Regions from separate parts of the Sus scrofa genome. Here region 2 is linked to region 1. A link is a contact called in public Hi-C data. All regions are on one chromosome and are shown on one strand. The core of a region is the stretch at or near the end of the contact, and the rest is flanking DNA. Distances in the headings are between cores, read along the strand shown.

Region 1 (6,153 bases), core at 970-3,469:
ACAACAACAACAAAAAAAAGACAAAGAAAAAGGAAGATGGGATTGGAGTGGTTTATAGACCAGGATTGGGACTGAGGGAGGAACACATGTACAATTGCTAGAATTAATCGTATCCCCATATAATTAAATATCTGCAAAAGAAAATGTGTAGGGACACTTTATGCTGTCCGAGCGTGGCCTAAAACCAGCACTGCGGGCATCTGCTTACCTCTGACCTCCGCATATGCTACTAGAATGCGCATCTGCAGGGGGCTCTTTCTTGGCCCTGAGGCAGCTGCAGTGCTGCTCTGCCCTTGTGCCCTTGACTACTGCCAGAACCACTCCTAAGTCAGCTCTCCTTTTTGCTTTTCAGTGATTCGAAATGTCAAGTTTAAGATCCTGGATGCAGTGGTTGCCCAGGAGCCCCTGCATCGGGGCGGGGGCCAAATCATCCCCACAGCCAGGAGAGTTGTCTATTCTGCCTTCCTCATGGTAAGGGCATGGGCCCAGGCTGTCGCCCCCCAGCCTGTCCGCTCGCCAGGTTCTCAGTCCCCAGCCTTCTCTAATCCAGGAACCCTTTCTTCTTACTCTCTTGCAGGCCACTCCTCGTCTGATGGAGCCCTACTACTTTGTAGAGGTCCAGGCCCCTGCAGACTGTGTCTCTGCCGTCTACACCGTCCTGGCCAGGCGCAGGTGAGCAGCCAGACGCCTTAGGGAGAGTGCGGCGAGGGGCAGCTCAGCTGCTGGGGGGAGAGGGAGGGGTTGGCCTCCCCAGACTCTCCAGTCCTGAAAACTGGTGAGCTGGTTTTTAGAAGGGAGGAGGAAAGGAAGGAGGCCGTCTCCAGCCTGACCTCAGCTTAAAATCTGAGGTTTCTCCTGGAGCCCCCTCTTCAGTTCCTGGAGGACGCACGGGAACGTGCCCATGATGAGAGTGTCTGTCCAGTCCACATTCCGCTCTTGCCCAGAGGTCGCTGCCCCTTTGACTTCCCCAGGGAACTCGCTGGAGCCCCAGGCCCTCCCTGCCCTCTCTAGCACGCTTGTGCTGATTCTTTGATGGTCAACATTTGGGGGTATGCCGCTTCTCTGCTTTTGACCCCTGCAGGACTGGGAACTCAGCCTTTGTTTTTCTGTCTCAGGGGACATGTGACTCAGGATGCTCCCATCCCTGGCTCCCCTCTCTACACCATCAAAGCTTTCATCCCGGCCATCGACTCTTTTGGCTTCGAGACTGATCTGCGGACTCACACGCAGGGGCAGGCCTTTTCCTTGTCTGTCTTCCACCATTGGCAGGTAAGAAAACGGTACTGGCTGCCCAGGGTGGCCTCTCACCTCTGCAGGGCCAGTCCCTTCCGACCTCTTCCCCTGCCGGGCCCTGAGTGGGGTTACCAGCATCCTAGGGGAGAGTCCTGCTTCTAGGCCTGAGTCTGGGAGGTCGGCCTGGAACATCTGAAACCACTTTGCCTTTCAGATCGTACCCGGTGATCCTCTGGACAAGAGCATTGTCATCCGCCCCTTGGAGCCACAGCCAGCTCCTCACCTGGCCCGAGAGTTCATGATCAAAACCCGTCGCAGGAAGGTACGTGCCCCTCGGGCCCATGGCCGTCCCCTCACCCCCAGGGGTCTTGGCAGGAGTTAGATCAGTTCATTTCTTGCCTTTTGGCCTTTCTCTAAAGACTGAGAGCAGTTTACCCCACAGCATGGAGAGACACCGTCTGTGTAGGCATCAGCCAGCTGGACCTGAGGCCCAGTCTGGCCAGGAAGGGAGAGCCTTCTTCTCCCCCTGATGACACCCTGAAGGCAGGGCTCCAGAAATAAGCTCGGCTGACATCCCCCCCACCCCCCGACCTGACCCCCAGCTCAAGCACAGGTCAGTCCCCCGCCACCCGGGCTCATTGCTTGCATTCGCCCCCACTTTGCAGGGCCTGAGTGAGGACGTGAGCATCAGCAAGTTCTTCGATGATCCTATGTTGCTGGAGCTCGCCAAGCAGGATGTTGTGCTCAATTACCCCATGTGAGCGCTGGACTCCTGGCAGCTCCTGTGCCCTGCGCGGGGCGGCTTCCTGGACTCGAGCTGGGACCTGGTGTGACCTGGACTCCACGTCGCGAGAGTGTGTCTGGGCGCTGCGGCGGTCGTCCCTAACCCAGGAGCCTCCAAGCCTCCAACACAGAGCCCCTCCCCAGAGGGAAGAGTGTTTGGCCTTCTGGTCCCTACTGTGGCCTCTGCCTGGCTCCATTCCCGGAGAACAGAGAGGAGCTTGGGCTCAGGGAAGGAGACAGGGATGGAAGTTTTGAGCCCCACAGGGCCCTGTCCTCAGGATTTTTTTTTTAAATACAAGTTTGACCTTAGACATGGTTTTTAAGTGAACAGAACATTCTGACCTCTGCCTTGATCTGTTACTTTCATCCCCACCCTCCGCCCTGTCCTCCAGCACAGTCCCGTCCTGGCACTTGGGTTCTGGATGTATGTTGGCCCCCAGGAGGCTTCACTGCCTCTTGCTCCCAGCTGTAGCCTTCTTCCGGCCTGGCTCCCCGGGGAGGCGGCCTGCAGGGGGAGGGACGCCTGCCTCTTAATTCAGTGTTCCCACCAGCATTGAGTGCCCTGGACTGTCTCCAGCTCCCGCTCCTGGTGGGTGGGTCCTGAGGTCGCTTGGGAGTGGTTGGGTCTATGGAATCAGAGGTCCGTTCCACCTCCTCCTGCCCCTGACGCGTCTCCCGTGCCCTGGAGCCGGGGGCCAGGACTATGATTTCCAGCCCTTTGCTCTGAGTCCCTCCACCAGCCTTACTCTTCTGTCCCCTGTGTGAAGAAGACACTGTTGATTTGCCTCAAAACCACTTTATTAGGTGCATACCAGGGCTTGATGGAAGAGCTTCCAGCTGCCCCGGGCCCTGCAGGGAGGAATCCTACTTCTCCCCGGCGTCCTGCGCTGCTCTCTTGCAGTAGTCTCTGTACATTGTATACACAGCGCCTGTGTCGGGGACAAGGAAAGACAGCCCATGACCTGGCACCTCCGCCCGGCCTCGGGCTCTCCCAGGTGTCCAGAGGAGTAACAGCCGCAGGCTCCCAGGGGCCAACACATGCCCCGTTCCCTGGAGAGTCCAGCTTCCCTGCTCAGCTTTCCGCCCCAGGTCTCAACAGCTGCTACAAACACCTGGCCACATGGCCCGGGAAACAGCCTGCCAGTTCCCGAAGCCCTCTCACAGATTCTCTGAGCAGCCTCCCTGCGGTGTGTGAGGGAGGCGAGCCGGAGTGTGACCATTGCCCCAGACTCAGAGAAAGGGATTCGTTCACTGTCGCCTAGCTAGTGAGTAGCTGTCTGCCTTTTGATCCAGAAAAGTTCAGCATAAGTTCTGCTGCATGGCTTATCTCACCTCTAGGACACACTCATGAAACCAACTGGGTGCCATCCCCTGGAACACAGGAGATATAAACAGGGAGCCCAGTAAACTCATCTCGGGCCGAGGGCTTCACCAGGAACACAGTGTGGAGCCTGGTAGAGGGGAAAGGGACTGAACTTCTGCTCCCTTAACTATCAGGACTCACAGCCAGATTTTGCCTAATGTTTTTTATTCCCCACTCTCCCGTGACCCCACCAGCTACTCACCCAGCATGATCGCACCCACAGCACAGGCCTGCGCTGCCACTCGGGTGTGAATCAGGTGTATAGACATCTTGGTGGAACCGCGAGCCTTCAGCCGGTAGATCCTGTATGCTGCCACCACCAGGCAGCCCCCTAAGCCTGAATAGGCAGAAAACGTGACCCTTGGGCCCCAGTCACCAAGCACATCGCTTTTCTGAGGGACACCTCACTAAGCAGGCTGGATAATCACCTGCCTTTGTGCTGCTGCTTTGGGGGTGGGTAGGGGCTGTCATCAGAGTATTGAGTTGTTTCTTCTCAGTGTGAAGTGAATACCCTCCTCCCTGTACAAACAGCCCATCGTCATGACTCTCCCATCCCTCTTAGCTCTGCCCCGGCCCTTCTCCAACCACTGCCAGCTCCCACAGCTGTTCTGCTCTCCCAGGGCCTGGGGGGAAGAAGCCCTGGGGGACCCCAAACTTGTGCCCATCTTGGCTGCCATCTCCACCCACCCAGACTCCCTTAGTTTCATTGTCAGCATGTGTCCCTTTGTCCCTTGGCACCTTTGCTGTTGGTTACTCAGTGGGTAGGACCACTTGAGTTCTGTGCTTCATTCTTTGAAAGGACTAGGAGACGTGTCCTCTCCGAGAGAAGGCCCCCTACTCCCCCCGCTTCTTCCTACTCACCTACAGGCACCAGCGGAGACTCCCTGGTCTTTCTCAGGAGCTTCTCAGACACGCTGTCCTCGCCCTCGGGTGGTGCCCACCAGCCTTTGTTAGACATGATCCCGCCCCCAGATGTTAGCAGCTGGGTCTCCTGAGGCTTCAGCCCAGTCCTAGAAGGAGGCACCTGCAATACAAACTCCAGTTCTCAGTCGGGTGGGCAGGAGGAAGATGCTGCTCTGAGACTGTCTTACCGTGCCCGGCACAGCCGCTGCTTGAAAAGATGTCCCAGGTGACTGTCTCCGGTGGCTGGACCACTAGCACCATTTCTCCATCGCTGCTTCTTAACATCTGTCTCTTCCCCAGCTCATTCTGACTCTGCCCTTTTCTCTGCTTCCCCCTCTTCCATCTGTGTCTCTATGGGTATGATCCTTGGGCCAAGAAAAGCAGCTGGAAAAATCCACACGAGGGTGGGAGGAACAGGCCTTTAGCCTTGGGTTCCCCACTGGCCTCGAGTCTGTGATGGTTGTTCCTAAGGAAACTGCAGAGCCATCCCAGACGATGTGACAGCACTGGTTACCCAATCACCAGAGCCAGAGATTGAGACCATTAAACATGGATTTGTGTATAATTTCATGTAGATTTTGGACATTAGGCTAACAGAACAAATTCCAGTCCCTGGGGGCTCCCCTGTCTCCAGGTCCATCTCTTGCCAGGTTCTTTGCAGTTGCCAACCCCCTGCCTCATCCCTGGGTGGCGGACCCCTCTTACTCTACTTTGCAAACCCCTGTAAATGTCTGATCACAGACTAGACAAAGTCCCAGAGTCCTGGTCCTTAAATCAGGGGTTCTGCCTGCTGGATGCCTTCCAGATCTAAGCATGAGACAAAGTCCCCTCTTGAGGTAATTTCTATTCCTAGTTCCCCCTCTCCTGGAGGAGCAGGAACTGTGGGCCCCACAGGTCCTCAGCATGCCAGCGCTTACCCTGGGAGATGGCTGGAAAGTGGGGTGCGAGCAGCCTAGCAAGGGCTCAGCGTCTGCTGTTTTAAAACGGCCAAGAGCTGATGATAGAGCTGCCACTCTGGGGTCAGGGAAGCAGTGACCGGCTTTATGGAGACTTTGAAGTCAGGAAGGGAGAGGGGAGGAGATAGGACAGGGCACCAATCTTAACCCCCCATCTGCTGAGTTCCAAGCTGGAGCTCCGAGTACTGGAAAGAAATGAAAGATCAGGTGGAGGGGAGCCCTTACCTCGATTCAGCCTGTGGATGTAAGTGGCTGGGTCAGCGATGGACCTGGTATGGAGAACTGGCATGGGAACATAGCCAAGGATGGGTGGAGATCCTAGGTTCTTCCCCAAGTTATACTGCCCCAAATACTCTTAGAAACAATGTGGAAAAGTTCCTGCTATGGCTCAGCAGTAACAAACCCAGCTAGTATCCATGAGGACGTGGGTTTGATCCCTGGCCGTGCTCAGTGGGTTAAGGATCTGACGTTGCCATCAGCTGTGGTGCAGGTCGCGACACGGTGGCTCAGATCCTGTGTTGCTGTGACTGGCAGAGGCCGGCAGGTGTAGCTCCAATTCAACCTGTAGCCTGGGAATATGCCACAGGTGCAGCCCTAAAAAGAAATGCCTTAATTATGGGATGTAAATGAAATGCCTTAATTATGAGAGATAGACCTTCTGGTCTTGGTCTTGATCCCTCCAAGGAAGTTTTCTAGACCAGGGAGATTTGTCCAGGAATTTGAATCATCCAGGACTTCCCTCACATCTTCAGAGCCCTTCTTATTGCCTGTGGGATGATGCTCACTCAGGTTAACGAGGTGACAACGACCAGCATTATCATCTATTCCGTTTGAGGCATTTACATTTCAGACCTTTCAACCCTTCTACACAGTAAGCAGCCGCTTGTTCATAGACCAGGAAATAAGCTTCTAAGA
Region 2 (6,633 bases), core at 3,389-5,888, 77 kb after region 1:
GACCGAACCCGCAACCTCATGGTTCCTAGTCGGATTCGTTTCCACTGCGCCACGATGGGAACTCCCAGGCAGTGTTCTAAGCACTTCCCGTGGATTGTTCACTTGGTCAGATGAAAGCTACGGACTCACCCCCAACACACACCAAGCACCATTTCACATGGTGTGTTCAGAGATGCTACTGCCCCGTGGGCCACCCCTGGACACACTTCGGCTGAGGAAGTGTGAGCAGCGTGTGTCCTCCTGGCTGGGTTCAGGGGTTACAGGGGACCGGCGCCCCCCTCCCCTCTGCTTCCTGCAGAATTATTTGTGCTCCAGTTACTGAACAGGCTGGAGGGGGAGGGCCGAGGCTATTTATAGACACTCATTCATCTTTGCTCAGGCCCCTGGGCCTCCCAGGCTGGGACCCTGGGGTCCCAGGCAGCCAGGAATTCCTGGGGTCTCGATGCTGAGCAAGAGGCATTTCCCCAACTTCTCCCTCCCAGAGGAGTCTGGGCCTGGAGCAGGGGTGGGGTCCACACTGGCAGAGAGGCCCACAGGGGGGTCAGCCCTCTGGAGCTGAGCAAGGGGAGCACGGGGCCACCCTGACTCCACTCCATCCTGGCCGTGGAGTATACCCCGGACCCCATCTCTACTCCTGATTCCACCTCCTGTCCCTTTCCAAAGGCACTCACGGTGCTGTGCTGGGTTGTCCCCTCCCGGCTGAAGTGGCGCTCCACGTATTGTGAGGAAAGAAGGTGACTGAAACAGACAGAGCGGGCAGGAGGAAGGAGGGGGTCCCAGTGGGGCTGGTCCTGCAGGGGTCCTGCCCCAGCTCAGACCCAGGTCCCCTGCCCGGGCCCCCAGCGCCCCTGACCATGCCTTGCTGGCTGCCCGCTGCCCTCCCCCAGACTCAAGGCCACACTCACTGGTTCAACTCCAGGTCCAGCGTGAAGTTCGAGTTGAAGGCTGGGATAACAAAGCTCACCTGGGCCAGGTGGACAGGCTAGGAGGAAAGGGGGAAGGCAGAAGCAGAGTCACCTGGGGAGACTGGAAGGCGGGACTTGGGGGGCAGGGGAAACCCCAGTACAGGGAGTAGCCCTGGGAGGGGATGGCTCAGCCCCAGCAGCTGTGGGGACCATTGGTTTGGGGGGAAGAGGCTTTACACAAGCTCGTCTTCCTCCAAGACCCTGCTCCTGTCCTGGGAGAGGGGCAGAAGTGTGCGCCCCTGGCCCAGGCCTCCCTGCTCTCTGGTGCCAGCTCACCCTCTCTGGTGTGGGTGCCTCCTGGGTGCCCTGTCTATGGGGTGGAGAGGGGCAGCTCGGCCTGCTCACTGCTTCATACCAGGCCTGCCCCTGCTGGCAGGGCCACCCACACCCCCAGGTGGACTAAAGGGAGGCCCCTAGAGGTATCATGGGAAAGGGCCAAGCAGGAGATGGGGTGCACTGTGACCTGGACCTGCTGACGCAGGCCCCTCCCTTCCTGTCCCCCTACCCTGGCTCCAGCCTCGATGTATGGAGGAGGCTTCATACGTACTCTGCAGACAGGGATGGAATGGGTTAGAGTTGGGTGCAGGGCCCCTGGAAGCTGGGGTGATGGGCAGATGCCGTCCTGACAGGAAGAAAGAACTTGGCTCCTCTATCCCCAAGTCCATTGCCCTCTGCCTCGCCCAAAGCAGCTCATCTTTAATATTTCAATCCCATGGTTAATTTTTAAACACGGAAGTTTTCCTGATAAATTTTTCAGAGGGGCCTTTGGAGCGGGGCTGGGAGGCTCCCGGTTGTCATGGCAACATACCAGGCCTGACCAAGATGGCTGCCCTCCCGGACCTGGGTGCCCAGCTACCACGGGGGGTGGGTAGTGACTCCAGACCTGAAGCTACTGTGCCTGGAGGGAAAGCGACCCCAAGGGAAGAAGGAGCAAGAGGGTCTCTGGGCTGACAGGGAGTCCACCTTCTCGGCTTCTGGGTCTCTACCCCAAGCCTCAAGTCTTACAAAAGATCTTGAAGCTGGAGTTCCCATTGTGGCTCAGCGGAAATGAACCTGACTAGGATCCATGAAGATCAAGTTTTGATCCCTGGCCTCACTCAGTGGGTTAAGGATCCACAGATGCGGCTCAAAGCCTGCATTGCTGTGGCTGTGGCCTAGGATGGCAGCTGCAGCTCCGATTCAACCCCAGCCTGGGAACTTGGTATGCCAAGGGTGAGGCCCTAAAAAGAAAAAAAAAAAAGAAAGAAAGAAAGAAAGAAAAGATCTCGAAGCACGGGAAGGGCCTAAAAGGAACTGGTGCCTTCTTCTATTCATTTTTATCTTTTCTTTTTAGGACCGCACCTGTGGCATGTGGAGGTTTCCAGGCTACGGGTCAAATTGGAGTTGGAGCTGTAGCTCCAGGAATGCCAGATCTGAGCCGTGTCTACAACCTACACTGTGGCTCAAGATAACGCCAAATCCTTAACCCACTGATCGGGGCCAGGGATGGAACCCAGATCTTCATGGATAATAGTCAGGTTCGTTACCGCTGAGCCACAGTTCATTTAAGACCGAAATCCATATCCCCACATGAGGGTCCCACCACTGGCTGTGCACATGAGAGGAAGTTTGTTGCCTTTCTTTTGAGGGGAGCAGGCTACAGGACAGAGGGGAGCCACAATGTCTCAAAAATCCCATAGCCTGGTGCTGGCAGGTGTCCTGATCAACCACCTAGATTTCTTTCTTTTTCTTTCTTTTTTTTTTTGCTTTTTAGGGCCACACCCATGGCACATAGAAGTTCCCAGGCTAAGGGTCCAATCGGAGCTACAGCTGCTGGCCTACACCACAGCCACAGCAATGCGGGATCCGAGCCACATCCACAACCTACACCACAGCTCACGGCACTGCTGGATCCCTGAGCGAGGCCAGGGATCAAACCCCCATCCTCATGGATACTTGTCGGATTCATTTCCGCTGCGCCACAACGGGAACTCCCAGCCTCCTAGATTTCTAACTTTCACCGAGTGCTCAGTATGTGCCAGGCACTGTTCTAAATACTTTACAAATCTTATCATATTTGATCTTCACAAAAACCCAGCGGGATAGAGGCTAATGTTATCCTCATCTGACATATGGGGAAACCGAGGCAGAGAGCAGCTAACTAACTTGGCTTTGAGGCCAAGATCATCCGGCAAGAAGTGGTGGAGTTGGGATTCAAGCCTTGGGAATCAGCTTCCAGGGCCTTCTCACCACAAAGGCCGTGAGGGGCCCTCGGAGACAGGGTGAGGCGGGGTGCAAGGTCAGAGCCTGGCTGGGCAGCCGTCTGAGCCCCAAGGGCCCTGACTCACTCTGTCCCGGGCTGCCCGAGGCTCCCAGCTCCATCCCGAGCCCCTAGAGCATCGATCACACTTGAAATAGAAAGTCAAGGACAAGGAGTCACTGCTTCCCTCTCCCCACCTTGGCCCAGACGTCTCCACTCTCCCCCTGCCCCGGCTAGCTCTGTCCCTGATACCTTGGTCTGGACCATCCCTGCCCTCCCCTGCCCTCGGGTCTGTGCCCGCTTGTTCATTCTGCCCCCTCACTGAAAGCCTCTATGCCTGACCCCACACTGGCCACCCGGGGGAGCAGCCTGGCCAGGCCCCTTGCCTTGATCCCATTCTCTCAGGCTGGCAGCCTCGGGGGATGATCCAGCAATCTGTCTGAGTCTCAGCTCTTCCCCATGGAAAGGGTAAGACCAGCCCAGGGCAAGGCTGTGAGGCTGGCTTGCACCGCAGGGGTTGTCCGGGGCCTGGGGGATTCTGGAAGAGCCAACTCTGGGGCTTGCAGAATCTCTTCTACTCAGGAGGTCAGCGAGCAAACCCCTCTGGCTTCTCTCTGTGCGGACCAAGGTGACCCCGACTCAGGGGAAGGCCCAGACTGGTGGGGAGCAGACACCAGGTCCTCTCTGTCCCCCCCACTTCCTGCCACCTGCCAAGGCCACATCCCCCTCCCTCCCTAGCAAGTCCTAATGGTTCCCCAGCAAGACGCAGCTCAGGCCGGGTAGGAGCAGCGACTGGGCAGTGTGAGGACAGCTGCTGGGGCTGGGACGCAGGCCCGGGAAGAAGACGAGGGAAAGCTGATGGCAGGGCAGGTTTGCCTGGGCTAAAGCAGGGGACACAAGGGGACACCTTCTGTCTGCAGGAAGAGAAAGATCAGGCAAATCCACCTCAGTCCCTGGGATCTCTGTACCCCAGGTGCCTGGGGAGGGGGCTCCTGCTGGCATTCGAATCTTAAGTCCCCACGCCCAACACACACACACACACACCCGCCCCCAGCCAAGCTTTCTGTCTGTGCTCTGTCAAAGCCCAACCGCTCCGGCCGGGCTCGCCTCCTGCCCTGTCCAGACCCTGACCTCTCCCGTGAGCCCTCAGTCCCTCCCTGGGGAGCACCTGCTGTCCCGACTGCTGCCCTCCTCTGTACCGCTGCTGGTGACAGGCCGCCCGGGTCTCCACCCTGTGCCCTGCGCTTGCCTTCTGTCCCCGGGCCATCAGCTCTCAGGTGCTCAGGCTCACTTGACCTCAACTGGCCCAGGCCGTCTGGTGCTCATTTTCTAAACGCCAGGCCAAGGCTCCGGGAGAGACACTTGGAGGTGACTGGCCCAGGGCCACGCTGGGGAGGAGCTGGGTCAAGGCTCACCCTCAGGCTGGACTTTCTGTCTCTCAAGGCCGCTGTGGCCACCTGGCTGCGGTGACTTTGCCTTCCCCAAGGCTTCCCTGTCACCAGCCAGTCCTTGCTCCAGGCACCTGCTGGCCCCCACCAGATATGAGGGCAGAGGCCAGGAGGCACTGAAATCCCAGAATCACAAATACAGGTGCCAAGGCTCCACCATGGACCTCCAGAACCACTGTCTCGGGAAGGGGGACCCAAAGATCCTTCGGGTTCCCAAATGGCCCAGAAAATTCGAACATCCAGGAGCTTCCCCTCAAACAGTCACCCTGAACCCCTCCTCCCGAACCTCCATCTCGGGCCACAGCCTCATCCACAAAGCCTGCGCCCTCCCACCCCGCAGGGCGTTGGCCCCTCTCCATTCCTGGCTCTCAGCCATGTCAGTTTCTTCGGTCACTGATTCACCTCTTCACACGGGTGGCCTTTAGTCCCCTGGGGCTCAGGCTACACCTGCCCTTCTCCTGCCTGGGCATTCAACACTTACATTAATGGAGAGGCATCAGGAGGCCCGAGTGAGCTGCTTACCCTCAGTCTCCTCGTCCAGTAAAATGAGGTTGTCATGAAGGCTAAATGAAAGCCCTTCTTTTTTTGTGTTTTTAGGGCTGCATCCATGGCACGTGGAGTTCCCAGGCTAAGGGTCAAATCAGAGCTGCAGCTACAGGCCTACGCACAGCCACAGCACTATGGGATCTGGGCCTTGTCTGCGACCTACACCACAGCTCAGGGCAACACCGGATCCTTAACCCACTGAGCGAGGCCAGGGATCGAACCCGCGTCCTCATGGATACTAGTCTGGTTTGTTAACCTCTGAGCCATGATGGGAACTCCCCTGAACGGGGTCTTGAGGAACTGGATAAACCACATGGGCTGCTGGCAGCAGATGGAGAGGAGCCAGAGAAGCTGGGGGGACCACTTGGGAGAAATCCCCCACCCCACCCTGGGTCCCCCAAGATGTGCTGAGGCTCCATGTATAGCAGGACAGCGGAAGTCGCCGATAGAACAGTTGGATGAATTTCTGATAATGGGATTTGACCTAAATTTCTGAGGACAGAGTCACTTCCTTACAGGGTCATTTGTCCCTCTGGGGACAGACACTGGGCAGCTGGGTCCCTCTAGGCAGCCAGGAAGGGTGCTAATGCGAGGCCAAGCCCACAGGCCAGAGTCTGGCTGGGGCGGACTCAAGACGCCTGCCTCGTTGCTCCCCTCCCCCGCCCCCACTGCGACCTGCCCAGAGCCTGACAGGTAACCCCCAAAGGCCTTGGCTCCTGTTTCTGACACCCAGTTCCATGCCACACCTACCCACTGCCTCCCTCAGGAGGGAGAGTGGGCCTCACAGATGCTGAACATCTGCTCTTGCTGGATCCTGGCAGGACACCCGACACCCATCATCTCGTCTAATGCTGGCAGCAGCCTGAGCGGGTGGAGACCTACCCCCATGTCACGGATGGGGAATGTGAAGGTCAGAAGGCTTCAGAGGCTCGCCCAGGTCACTCAGTCAGAAGCAGTGAAGCCGGGACCCACGGAGGCTGTCCCGCCCCAAAGCTACTGGGTGCGGCCTTTCAAACAGCAGCTGGGCTTCCTGCGTGAAGTCTCCCTCTGCTCAATTCCATGGCAGGTGGGGTTCACAGCCCTCCCTGGAGCAAGCTGAGCCCAGTGCAGATCCTAGCCTTGGCTTCCAGCCCCCAGCCCCCTCCCAGGAACCCTTCCTGCCTCTGATCCTAGGGCAGAGCTGTGACCTTAGCCGCAGAAACCACAGCAAGGTCTTGGCCCTAGTGGGGTACTGGGCTCCAGGCCCAGACCCTGTGACTCCCTGCCTGGGCCTGCCATCTTGCAAGGGCTGGGGACCGAGCCTTGCCTAATTGCCCCCCAGCCCTTGACATCAAGAAAATACAAACACCGCAGCACACGCCCTCAGTCAAGGGCTTCCAGGTGGCGTTGCCAGCAAATGCTGGCCTGGGCAGCTCTCACAGGAGCTCAGCCCAGT

What was found. A called contact is a pair of places that touch in the nucleus more often than the background predicts.
Region 2: a contact with region 1 is called in a Hi-C map of fetal liver, with 1.9 times the contacts expected there. The contact joins two enhancer-like sites. A contact is called at or near these places in 4 of 47 Hi-C or Micro-C datasets (embryonic fibroblasts, epiblast stem cells, fetal liver and 1 more).

Annotation. Positions count from the first base shown.
Region 1 is chr12:18,512,637-18,518,789 of Sscrofa11.1, forward strand. EFTUD2 (116 kDa U5 small nuclear ribonucleoprotein component) reads left to right here. Exons shown (of 28, transcript XM_003131332.4): 24 at 353-471; 25 at 578-672; 26 at 1,116-1,269; 27 at 1,448-1,555; 28 at 1,899-2,357. The coding sequence ends at 1,994. It overlaps HIGD1B (HIG1 domain family member 1B), which reads right to left. Exons shown (of 4, transcript XM_005668737.3): 2 at 4,241-4,403; 3 at 3,582-3,716; 4 at 2,797-2,945. The coding sequence ends at 2,881. Among named protein-coding and RNA genes, the nearest start is that of HIGD1B, 7.4 kb to the right of the region's middle. Within about 2 kb of position 2,220, at least 10 of the 83 cell types and tissues checked have an H3K27ac peak or open chromatin away from gene starts, as enhancers often do. A contact at or near this core is called in fetal liver, where this site is marked.
Region 2 is chr12:18,586,738-18,593,370 of Sscrofa11.1, forward strand. It overlaps ADAM11 (disintegrin and metalloproteinase domain-containing protein 11), which reads right to left. Exons shown (of 25, transcript XM_021066856.1): 3 at 906-982; 4 at 672-738. Among named protein-coding and RNA genes, the nearest start is that of ADAM11, 7.4 kb to the right of the region's middle. Within about 2 kb of position 4,639, at least 7 of the 83 cell types and tissues checked have an H3K27ac peak or open chromatin away from gene starts, as enhancers often do. A contact at or near this core is called in fetal liver, where this site is marked.